Linked DNA regions of Oryctolagus cuniculus: regions 1 and 2 are each linked to region 3. A link is a contact called in public Micro-C data. All regions are on one chromosome and are shown on one strand. The core of a region is the stretch at or near the end of the contact, and the rest is flanking DNA. Distances in the headings are between cores, read along the strand shown.

Region 1 (3,830 bases), core at 785-3,284, 290 kb before region 3:
GGTATGGATAAAGTTGGGGTTACCCTGGCTCTAATGCAGAATTTGGCGCCTACTGGGACACTTCACATACATCCAGGAACTTAGTGGTAGAATACTAGTGGGTTTATTAAACACAATAAAATCCTCAATTTTCTTACAAAGTTTATGAATGTGTGTGTGTGTGTGTGTACACAAGCATACACTGCGACTTTTATATGGCTTTAAATATACTGTTAATAGGCATATAATTTTCACAGGTAGGTTATTTCAAACATCTCTGACTACACTTTGGGGCAGATGTATAAGAATGAACTCAAGTATTTAAAAAAAAACTTGCAATTTTGATCAAAAAATCAACTTCTGAGAGATTTCCAATCAGTCTACTTAAAACTCAAATGTTAATATGTAGTCTCATAACTTGGTATACACTGTCCACAATTTTATATCCATAAGTATCAAGTCTTTAGTATGGCTTATAATGTTCTTCCACATTATAAGTTAAGGTTCTTACAAAATATAGGCTGAGCTACTCATTACATTCTGCATACCACCAACCTACACTTGCATTTGGATAAATATGCCCGGAATTTTGCCTACTTTAAGGGACGGGGTTAATACATGCTTCGCTTTCAAATATTGAACCGTGACCACTAAGCCCACTAAATCCTTTTATTGCAATTGGGAATGATTAAAGCCTCTCTACTTGTTTACTTCCAATTATTAACTGTAAATCTCTGGGGGAAAGATCGTGCTTTATCGCTGTCAAGCCCAAACGGCTGCGTAAACACAGGCAATCAACTTTTTAGACCTCTTCCAAAGCATCCCTTTACCAAAGCATCCCTTTACCACATGACCGATGCTGACGTGCAGCAAAACCTGTAAAACGTCGTGGACTCGAGTCATGATTCTGAGTGCATCCCACAGCAGAGGTTAAGAGGAAAGCTGTGGTATCCGAGAGGAGAAAAAGGGAGGAGTGGGCGTGCAAAAGAGAGAAAGGGGGGGGAAAAGGACTCCAGCAAGACTCGGGTCCAGTCACCATCGTCACTCCAAAAAAGCTCCAAATTTGAAATGCCCACTTCCCAAAAAGTACGCCCCAAGCGATATTTACAGCACTCACCCAAGACTCCCAGCAAATACCACCTTGAAAACTTTACCCTTTTAAACACAAACGCAGGAGACCTTGGAAACTGGGAACCGCCATCTTACCAGCCATCCAGTTTCACACAAGTGTCCCTCCAACTTAAGTTAATAACATTTCTGCCGGGGCTCCCTCCTGCCTAACACCCACCGTGGCGGGATCGCTGCCCCCCACGTACCCCGTCCCTATAAAATGGGGGCGTTCCCTGGCCGCTTAAACCCCTGAAAAGCCCTTTCTTCGGGAGAGCAGGGGCGCCACTTGACCCAGGCAGCTCCCGATTTCAGGAACCCGTCCCCGTTTCATCCAAATCTACCTCTCAACAAAGGGCGCCGTGGCCAGAGGAGCCGCGGGGACTGCAAGTACAAGTGCTCTCCTCGGGGGCCATGTGCGTCTCGAGGGTGCCGAGGGGCGCTCGGCAGAGAAAGGAACTAAAACGTGGGGGCGCGCGGCGCGTCCGGCGGAGCGGGCGGCGGCGGCTGGAGCGGCGCCGAGCCCGGCTGGCGGCGGCGCGGGCTGCGGGTCGGTCCCGGCGCCGCGGGAGCCGCGGAGCCGCGGGCGCGCGGACGCGGGCGCGGGGCGGCGGCGCGGGCGGGCGGGCGCGGGGTCGGCGCCCACGCTGTCAGCGCCCTCGGCCCGGCGGGCGGGCGCGGGCGAGCGCGGGCGGGCGGCGCGGGCCGGCGGGGGGGCCGCTCCCCTTTCCACCCGCCGCCCGCCGGAGCCCCGCGCGGGCCCCGCGTCCCCCGACCCCCGTCCCGGAGGCGCCTAGCCTCCTACGTACCCGGAAAAAGCAGCCGGCGAGAGGCGGTCGAAGCGGGCGGAAAAGACAATGAAAGTTAAAAGTCGTTCAGCAGAAAATGAATGCGAGCCAAGCGGCCATCTTGAAGCGAGCTGCAGACGCCGCTGTCAATGGGCAACGAGCGCGGCCGAGAGCAGCCGCGGCCGCCGCGCTCGGCTCATGCCGCCTCCCGAGCCCGGCCTCCTCCTCCTCCTCCTGCTCGGCCTCCTCCTCCTGCTCGGCCTCCTCCTCCTCCTCGGCCTCCAACGCCTCCTCCTCCTCCGGGGCCTCCTCCTCCTCCTCCTCCTCCTCCACCTCCTCCTCCTCCTCGGCCGCCGCCGCCGCCGCCGCCTCCCGCTCGGCACTCGGGGGAGGGAGCGCGCGGAGGGGCGCGATCGGTTTTATTCTGCGGGGCCAGGAGGTGTTTCTAATCCGGATCGGGGCGCCCTCGCCAACATCCCCATTGTCTCACCCCGATCTCTGCCTTTAATACTACGATTATTATTTCATCATAGTTGCCGTGGGGGGAGGAGGGCGGGCGGGGGGCGCCGTGTGTGAGCGTGCGGAGAGGCGGGGGGGGGGATGGGAGGAAGGATGAGGAGGGGGAGGGGAGGGTGGAAAAAAAAATGCACCGCTGAAGGCAGAGTGGAAACTGACACCGGCTCCAAAATGGCTCGGAGTCCGCCCGCCCCCTCCCCCTGCCGCCCCCCCACCGGGTCACGTGCTCCCCTCATTCCTTAAGGGCGGCCTGGGAATTAGTGTCGGTGTAGTCGGGCCCGTGGCCGCCCCCTCCCCTCCGCGCCGCGCGCCCTCCTCCTCCTCCCCCTCCCCCCGCTCTGAGCCGCGGTGGCGGCGGCGGCGTTGGCGCGGCCGCCGAGCGATTCTCCACAGCGCCACTCGCGCCACCCTGCTCTCGGCGCGGGCATCGCGCCGGCCCCGCACGCAGCGCAGCCCACCCCACCCCCCGTTATTTCTTTCTTTCTGTCGCCCGCCTCAGCCGGCGGGCTCACAGGTCCGCTGGCCACCAGCCACCCGCTCGGCTCAACGGGCTGCGGCCCAGACGCCCGCGCCCGCCGCGGAACCTGCGCCGGAGTTGGACTCGCGGAAACAACGGCGCCCGCCCGGGTGCTGTCCTCGCCCGCCGGCGGCCAAGGCGGGGCGCGCGCGGGCAGCGGTCCGCTCGGGGCCGGCAGCCCGCAGTCGGCTGCGGGCGATCCCTTTAGCGCAGGTAACGGGCCGGCTCCCGCTCCCGGACCATTGGGGTCTCCAGCACACCCCGGAGATGCCACCCTCTCCCACTGCGTTTGACTTTAATCCAGAGAAACGGAGATCGTTAACAGCTGACGCTCCTCGCATCAAGTTAACGCTCATCGTAGTACACAAAGTAATAATTAACACACAAACTTCAAATCCAAACAAAATATCACCATTTTGTGGGAACAACACCTTGTTTATTCAGGATGTGATGCTGTCTGCTTCCTTTCATAGGACTTCAAAAAGATCTAAAGAGGATAAAGGTACAGTTCATCCTGAAGATGATTCAAATACGTGGGCAGAATTTCCCTCATAACCCTTTCACACATATAAAAAAAACTGTCAGAACCGATGAGTGACAGATTCGAAGGGAAGCGTTCTCCGCCGAGCGCGAGCGAGCACGGCCAGCTCCCACAGCCCGCGGTGACGTTCCTGGTTTTCCTCTGCACTTGGGCGGATCGTTCACTTCCCAAGTTATAACTGAGTTGCTCGTTCCAGGCTTTTCGAAGCATCTTTAAGTTTCCCCACCAAATCCTACAAAAAGTATATCATGTCAACGTCTTTTTAGGGTGAAACACGGAACGAAGTACCCAAGTTCAGAAAGATGCAATTAAAAAAAATCAGAGAACACTTTCTAAACGTTTAAAATTTACTAAGATTTTAACCTTTTTGCAAACCAGGACC
Region 2 (4,207 bases), core at 408-2,907, 390 kb before region 3:
ACGAGGTTGTCGTCTGTTTTTACATACTAAATTAAGTATGCCTGCTTCATGTTCAGTGTCTTGTGCCTATTTTACTCTCGGTGTCTGGACAAATGAGTTTATATTAGAAAGCTCCATGAGGGCAGGAAATGTAGCTTTTCTTTATCATAAATCATCCGGCTTAAACTCCTCTTATCTAAGAGCTGGGGGCCTGGGGGAGACTGCGCACTTGCGGACCACAGTGTGTCCATCTGTCATTGGCTATCAGATTTCCCATAAGTCACTGATCAGGCTTGTACAGAACAGTTTACAGACTCTTACCTGCTCCACTGCATGGGGTTTTCACAAGCATCCGGTGAGTGAGCGAGCGTGTAGGGTCGCCCCTACTGCGGACCTGGAAGCCGGGTTTTCAGCCTCTCTTTCCAGGAACCGCTGATTCCACTCTTTCCGCAACCTGACTGACATGATAGCAGTTGAGTTCAATCAGTTCTATTCCTGAACACAAAGTACTGAAAAAACAGCTGTTCATCCAGGTTACCGAACCCAACGAGAATGCCCTTTGAAGTAAACTTGGGCGTGGGTAGGGCGCTTGGAGACAGGGGCTGGTCTACACAGAGAATCAGAAAATGACACAGTTCAAACCAGGGGACAGGATATCAGAGATTATAGCCCATGGTAGATGCTGTTTTGGCTGTAGCACAAACGAAATATATTTAAAAAAAAAAAAAACACCTCACAATAGACTTCAAAAAGTAAGGAGTTTTATCTTGCTTAAAGAAACATTGTTAAGGAACGTAGTCATAGCATAAATTTCCAAATTGTATATGATCAAATTACAATACCCATCTGAGCCCTATTAAATATTACATTACTTTCTTAGTTCTGTTTGTCAATTATGAAATGAACTTTCAAGGGGAAAACTTCCAAGCACAAAGTATAACGGCAAAAATATATGGTAAGAAATTCAGCGTCCAATAATATCTAGGTGGGCTTTCACCTATAGAAATTTCTGTCATGGGCAACACGGCTGTCAAAGACACGGTCTTCGAGAAGAAAGAGAAAAACGACTTTATTTCCTCAGATTGGTAAAAGGTTCATAGGCAAACTGGGCAGGCAGGAAGGCAGCAAATTGGAAACAGTTACTCTTTCCTATTCCAGAGCTGAAGAAATCGCGGCGAGGAAACAAAATAGGCCCGAGGAAGTATTAGGAAAATGAAATCTTGAGCCATCCCCGCCTGACTAAGGCCGGAAGAATCGGGCAACGTGGGGATGGCGCAGTTTTTCAGACATAACAAAGCAGTCAGAGACGAACTCCGAAAATGCCACGAAGAAAGGCGTTTGAGAGCAAGAACAACAACAAGGGAGGAGACGGAAAGCTGCACTTGGGAACACCGGGCCCCCGGCGCCTCCTCTTCGGGGAGATGACCCTGAGCACCCCACAGCCCCTAACCAGCCGCGGGACGCCTCTGGCGGGCCACGGGCCCAGGACGCGGCCAAGGCTGTGTTTGGGATGTTACCGAAACCCTCACGGCCCCTTAGTGAGCAGCTTCCCGCCCCGACCCCCGCATCCCCGGAAATGCGGCCGGGCCGAGGGCCGAGCGAGGAGGGGTGGGGGAGCCCGCCTCCGGCCGGCCCTGAGAGCGGCCGGCGGCCTCCCCTCGCTGCACGCCGCGCTGGGCCCGGGGAGCTCAGGGAGGAGAGAGCGCCCACAGCCGCAGGAGGGGAGCCTGGAGCCCGCCTCCCGCGTTCGCCACGGACTGCAGTTTTTTTCACGAGCCCTGTGTGCCTCCCATCAGCTTCCTCTTGGAACTGCTTCCCTTCTGTATTTTTCTGTGTAACTCCCAAGGCCAGTTTTCCTTCTCTGTGCCTGTGAGGAACTGGTCAAAATAACTGAGGGTTGGCCGGCACAGCGGCTCACTAGGCTAATCCTCCGCCTAGCGGCGCCGGCACACCGGGTTCTAGTCCCGGTCGGGGCGCCGGATTCTGTCCCGGTTGCCCCTCTTCCAGGCCAGCCCTCTGCTGTGGCCGGGGAGTGCAGTGGCGGATGGCCCAAGTGCCTGGGCCCTGCACTCCATGGGAGACCAGGAGAAGCACCTGGTTCTTGGCTTCAGATCGGCAGCGCTGGCCGTGGCGACCGTTTGGGGGGTGAACAAACGGAAGGAAGACCTTTCTGTCTCTCTTTCACTGTCTATGTCTCTGTCTCTGTCTCCCTCTCTCTCTTTCTCTCTCACTGTCTAACTCTGACTGGCAAAAAATTTAAAAAATAATAAATAATTAAATAACCGAGGGTTTTCAAACACCATCTCTCATCTAGATCAGGTGGGGGGGGCACGTGTGTGGTTTTTAAAAGAACAATAACAAATGCCTTAAAAACCCTTTAATGCCTTTTTTTTTTGACAGGCAGAGTGGACAGTGAGAGACAGAGAGAAAGGTCTTCCTTTGCCGTTGGTTCACTGTCGCTCCCCATCTTCGTGGAGGAACGACACAGGACCCTGCGCTGTTCTTTTATCTGCTCGGCCCTCCCCGGGTTTGCTGCTGGTTCTTCCCAGGTTGGCTACCGACCCTTCCACCTCCGTGGAAGGGCGGTTCCCCCTGCCACTTTCCCCACTTCCGCGGGGGAGCGGCACACCGCCAGCCGGCTCTCTCGGGGGCTGCTCAGGTGTTCCTTCAGATAGATGTTCCCCTTAGATGTTCCTGGTGCATGTTGTCTCTCTCCTCCTTTATAGTCCTCTTCCGCCAATCCCAACTCTGCTACCCACACGCCGAGTACACTGCTCTCCTCCAATCAGGAGCTGTTTATTGGTTGAACTGGAGGCAGCTGTGTAGAAGCTGTTTTCTCCTCTCCCAGCGCCATATTGTGGGAGAGCAGATGCATAGAATAAGTCTTAATTCCAGTAACTTAGTCTAGTCCGAGTTGCTCCCAGTTGCTCCCCACAGTTCACCCTCCAATGGCTGCCACAGCCGGCGCATCACGCTGATCCGATGGCAGGAGCCAGGTGCTTCTCCTGGTCTCCCATGGGGTGCAGGGCCCAAACACTTGGGCCATCCTCCACTGCACTCCCTGGCCACAGCAGAGAGCTGGCCTGGAAGAGGGGCAACCGGGATAGAATCCGGTGCCCGACTGGGACTAGAATCCGGTGTGCTGGCACCGCAAGGCGGAGGATTAGCCTGTTGAGCCTTGGCGCCGGCCTTTAATGCCTTTTAAAAAAAACCACCTTTAGATAAAATTCTATGCATACAAATGACTATAAATAGCTCTTCATGTATTCAAGTTCGTAATTTTTAAAGTACTGCATATTGGTAGCTTTGGGATCCGCAAGGAGAGAAGGCCTACACTTCAGGGAATGGAGAGGCCCTACCCACACTTCCAGGGACAGAAAGTCCTTGTCAAGGTCCCTGCGGGTGCCTAAAGGTCAACCAATGAGGATCAGACCTGCCTCGACCTTTAACCCTCACACCTTATATCTATAAAAGAAGCTTTCCCACGCCTTATATCTGTAAAAGAAGCTTTCCCAACCTCTGCTGCGCGATTTCCCTGGCTCCTGCTCTGTTGGGACCAGAAACCTCACCCGGGAGCGGAATCCCAATAAAAGCCTGTGAATTAATTGATTCATCTGGCTGGGAAGATTTGTTACGCACCGGACACCTTCCACATATATGCATAAAACTTTATTTAAAGGTATTTTGCATTGAGTAAATCTATTATTTACTTAGATAAAATATTTAGGAAGAACTTCAACAACTACTATTCACAAAGACTTTGTGGTCTCGGTATAAAAACATGACTTTGTTTAGTTAGTAGGAGGTTGATAGCTGTCCACCCTCTGCAGAAGTGCATCTGAAAATCCAGGGGAATAATACCTGGAAAAGAAAAGTTGCTATTAGATGTTTATGAAAAAGATTTGGCACCATGGGCACCAATGTTCAGTACAAGGCAGGTACCTGAAAAATTCTGCAAGTGAAACCTCAAATACACCCTGGGTAATCATGCTCCAGGAATGCTTGATGCACGAGGTTGGGGGCTACTGAGAGAGAGAGAGAGAGAGAGAGAGAGAGAGAGAGAGAAGGAAGCACTGGGCCGGAGACGTCAGCAAACATGTATGGGAGTGGGAGTGGTCAGGCGAGAGACTGCCATCCAGGGAGAACAGTTGGTCAGAGAGACTCTGTCCTCATTCCACCGAGGCATCCTGGTTGCCTTCAAGATCATTTCTCAGTGTGTGTTTTCATC
Region 3 (3,932 bases), core at 358-2,857:
TAATTTTATCAAATGTAAAATATTATTATTCTGCATAAGTAGTGCTATCATGACCCTATTTATCTTAATTTCACAGACTAGATACAAGATGGGAAAAGCATGAGGTCAAATGTTCAAAAATAGGGTAGCATTCTGATTTTCTGTTTTCACTTGATTCACAAGAGTAGGGAGTCAGGGAGGAAAAAACATGAGGTGGCCTAAACAAAAATAAATTACACAAAGAACAACAGTAGTGAAAAAAATTAAAAAGAGACTCATAAGGATCAATGTGAAAATTGGAGGGAAGACATTATTAACACAGAGAGAGGAAGTTTTAGCCTATATTTCTTTTTTTTTTTTAAATATTTATTTTATTTGAAAGGCAGAGTTACAGAGGCAGAGGGAGAAAAAAAAGAGAGCAAGCAAGCTTCCATCCACTGGTTCACTCCCCCAAATGGCCTCAAAGGCTGAGGCTTGGCCAGGGTGCATTTAAGAGTCTGGAACGCCACCCAGGTCTCCCAGGGTCTCCCACGTGGGTGGCAGGGGTTCTATCACTTAGGCCATCTTCCCTTGCTTTCCCAGGTTCATTAGTAGGGAGCTGGAGAGAGAGTGGGGCAGGTCAGACTCCAACCAGTGCTCATGTGGAATGCTGGCGTAGCAGGCCTGCTTTAACCTGCTGTACCACAACGTCATCCCTGCCTCCATGCAACTCTTTAAATAGACCTCAATTGGAAAAAGAATCCCAGCTGAGGCTGAGTAGGTTCTGGCGGTGAAATTAAACTTCTAAGACGGTCATTGAGTCACAAGTGTTAATTCGACCCAACTGCCAATTTTATTATGCTTGCAAAATTTTTTTTCTTCCTTTTGAAAACTTTATTTAAGGCAGACAGAAAGGGACAGTCAGAGTTCTTTTATCTACTGGTTCATCCCACAAATGCCAGCAATAGCCAGGGCACAGCTAGGTCAAGCCCTTGAGGTGGGAACTAAATCCAGGTCTCTCATGGAGGGCAGCAAGCTCTCCAGTACTTGAGGCTGCTGCCTTCCAGGGTGTGCATTCAGGAAGCTTGATCTGAAACAGAGGAACTGAGACTGGAACCCAGACACTCTGAGATGGGATGCGCGAGTCTCAAGCAGCGACCTCACTGCTGCACCCAACCCAACACCTACCTCTACGCCTGTAAATAAATCTTAATACATAATTTAAGTATACTCACACTTTTTTGGGTCTTGGCTTGCATTCCTTTTCTGCTTTCTTAAAAAAAAAACAAAAACATACTTTCTACTCGCTGTCTGGTTCAGTTTCCTCTATCATGGCTGATGGAATAATGAAAGGTATGGAGCGCAAGCTGTAATCAATAAATCAGGCCTTGAATAGGCTTCTGGTGTTCACTATGTGGGGGCGGGCAAGACGATAGGGACTTCGAAGGAAATCTACACGTGGTACGTTCCAGGTGGCTGCGTGACGGCCGTAAGTGCCCACGTGTGGTAATATGAGCAAACGCACGCAAACCTCTGCCCTAAGCACCACAGACCAAGAGGAATTTCTACAAGGCCCAGAACTGGGGCGCCCGGAGTCCCTACTTCCGGCCCCGCCCCTCGCCGCGGTTGCTAGGAGACGTGATGTCACCGGAAGCGAGGCCCAGGATAGGCTGAGGCGCGGGGAAGCCTCTCCCCCTCCTCTGTAACCTCGGCGCCGGGCGCTGGCCCTCCAGCTGTTTGTAGGCCTGGGAGTGAGGGTCCGGGGAAGGTAGTCCCGGCTGCCCGCCCGACGCTGCGGTCGCCGGCTCCGGCAGTCCGCGCACTCCCTCTGGGGCCGGCAGTCGGGTGGGCCGCTCCGGAGCGGCAGCCCGCGCTTCTGACTGACAGGCGCTACTCCCCACAGCTCGCGCTCCCCGCCACGTCCCCGGTCTCGGCCGACGGTACTGCCTGGCTAGTGACCTTTCCGAGCCCGGCTCAATGACGGCTCCCTGCCCCCGGCTGGCGCCGCTTCCTGAGCGCCGCGGGCTCCGGCTCGGGCCGTTCCCGCTGCCGCCGCCGCTGTGGCTGCTACTGCTGCTGCTGCTGGCGGCCGCCGGGCCGGCGCGCGGCTGGGAGAGCGGAGACCTGGAGTTGTTTGACTTGGTGGAGGAGGTGCAGCTCAACTTCTACCAGTTCCTCGGGGTACAGCAGGTAAGCGCAGCCGCGTGGGGTTGGGGCGGAAAGGGGTGGGAGGAGCGCTCGGACCCCCGTTTTCGTCCCGAGGAGCGGGGGCGCGGAGGGCAGGAGGACTTGGTCGCTGTGCTCCTGGGGGGTCTTCTTCCCCGCCGGGTCCAACGGGGTCTCCTGGCAACCCCTGCCTCGGTAGTGGTCCGCCTTCCCCACTTCCTCACCGCTGCCCCGGCTCCTCAGGTTCCGGTCTCGGTGACAGGCTGCGCGGTGCCCTCTGCCCGAGCCGTGATAGCGCCTGCTGTGCTGCGCTGGCCTCTCTGGGAAGACCCGGCCCACCCCCACCCCGGAGCGGAAGCGTGGTGTGGGTAGCCGGTTTCTTACACCTACCCTTTCCTGCCCTCCCGAATGGGAGAAAGAGGAGCCCCGTCTCACCCTAAATTGTTACGTTGCCGTTTGCGCGTATTTCAGCTGCCTTCCTTCCGAGAAGATAGGAATTCATTTTGGCCAGTGTCTTAGGTTTCAAAAGTTTTTTCTTGCGTTATACTTGGTAATATTTTAGCCCTTGGATAGGGGCTGGTATCAGTTTGAAAATCTCCATGCCGGCTGGCTTTTGGCGCAGTGGTTACAACGCCACGTGGGAACTCTATACTATATCTGAGTTCAAACCCTGGCTCTGCTTCGGATTCCAGCTTCCTGCTAATGCACACCCTGGGAGGCAGAGCAGATGACGACTCAAGTACTTGGGTCCTTGCCACCTGCGTGGGAGACCTGGCTTGAGTTACGGGCATTTGCAGAGTGAACCAGTGGTTGGGAGATCTGTGTTGTCCGTTTCTTTCTTTCTGCCTTGCAAATAAATAAGAGTTATTAAAATTTGTTGGAATTTGAAGCCTCTACCACGTTAGTCCTGGAACTCATAGGAGGATCGTTGTGGGCAGTAGTGGTACAAGGTGGAGCTACTGGAAGAGAAGCTGGCCAGTAGCACAGAATCTTAGTGTTTCTCCCTTTCCTTTTCTCCCTCCCCTTTCCTACCCCGCACTTTAAAATTTTGACAAATGAGAGAGAGGTAAAGAGAGAGAGAGATCACCTCCTGGTTCACTCCCCAAATGTCCTAGAATAGGGGCTGGACCCGACCTGGAGCTCAGTCCTGGTTTCACATGAATAGCATAGCCCTAATTACTTGAGCCACCTGCTGCCTTCCAGTGTGTACTTTATCAGGAAGCTGGACTCTGAAGCAGAGCAAAGACTCTAACCTAGGCATTCTGCTATGGGATGCTAGTGTCCCTACATGGGTCTTAACTAGTAGGCCAAATGCCTCCCTTTTTGTTTGGGGGGAGAGGCTTGAACTTTTAAAACCCATTTGTTGCCTTTTATTTCTACCATTGAGGGTAATTGAGTGAGAGCAGATATCCAATCTCTTATCTGAAGCTTAGTGTCAAGAAGGTGACATTTCACTGATTGCAGGATTATGAGACTATAAACTTAGAATTTCACACCATCTGACTGAGCCTTTCATATAATGCTTTGAATAGTTATGGGGGTAAAAATAAAATTAAGACTTCCTAATAGTTGTCATTCAAAGCATACCTTACATAATTACAAGTGAAATGTACATTTCCTCCACCATAGATTATCATAAATCTGGGTGAACTATTGAACTGTTGAACTAAATGGGAATGTAATTTTCAAACATTGCATTTTCATTCCATTACCGAATATAAAATTGTCATGGCAACATGAATTTAACAACTTTTATTTTTTGTAAGTTGTAAAGTATAAGCATTTCACACTTCAAATTTTATGTGCAG

Evidence for each region. A called contact is a pair of places that touch in the nucleus more often than the background predicts.
Region 1: a Micro-C map of ear pinna shows a contact between it and region 3, with 5 times the contacts expected there. The contact joins the promoter of BMI1 here to the promoter of DNAJC1 in region 3. A contact is called at or near these places in 3 of 6 Hi-C or Micro-C datasets (ear pinna, psoas muscle and an unstated tissue).
Region 2: a Micro-C map of ear pinna shows a contact between it and region 3, with 4 times the contacts expected there. The contact joins the enhancer-like site here to the promoter of DNAJC1 in region 3. A contact is called at or near these places in 2 of 6 Hi-C or Micro-C datasets (ear pinna and skin fibroblasts).

The regions. Positions count from the first base shown.
Region 1 is chr13:48,565,421-48,569,250 of mOryCun1.1, reverse strand. BMI1 (BMI1 proto-oncogene, polycomb ring finger) reads right to left here and starts at 2,034. Exons shown (of 10, transcript XM_051821445.2): 1 at 1,896-2,034. COMMD3 (COMM domain containing 3) reads right to left here. Exons shown (of 8, transcript XM_008268283.4): 8 at 3,322-3,680. The coding sequence ends at 3,621.
Region 2 is chr13:48,668,166-48,672,372 of mOryCun1.1, reverse strand. SPAG6 (sperm associated antigen 6) reads right to left here. Exons shown (of 10, transcript XM_051820697.2): 10 at 3,631-3,840. The coding sequence ends at 3,775. Among named protein-coding and RNA genes, the nearest start is that of SPAG6, 80 kb to the right of the region's middle. Within about 2 kb of position 1,657, at least 3 of the 8 cell types and tissues checked have an H3K27ac peak or open chromatin away from gene starts, as enhancers often do. A contact at or near this core is called in ear pinna, where this site is marked.
Region 3 is chr13:48,276,138-48,280,069 of mOryCun1.1, reverse strand. It overlaps DNAJC1 (DnaJ heat shock protein family (Hsp40) member C1), which reads left to right and starts at 1,607. Exons shown (of 12, transcript XM_002717400.5): 1 at 1,607-2,148. The coding sequence starts at 1,936. LOC127483449 (a long non-coding RNA gene) reads right to left here and starts at 1,615. Exons shown (of 2, transcript XR_007909674.2): 1 at 1,194-1,615. It overlaps LOC138844967 (a long non-coding RNA gene), which reads right to left. Exons shown (of 2, transcript XR_011381501.1): 2 at 3,025-3,932.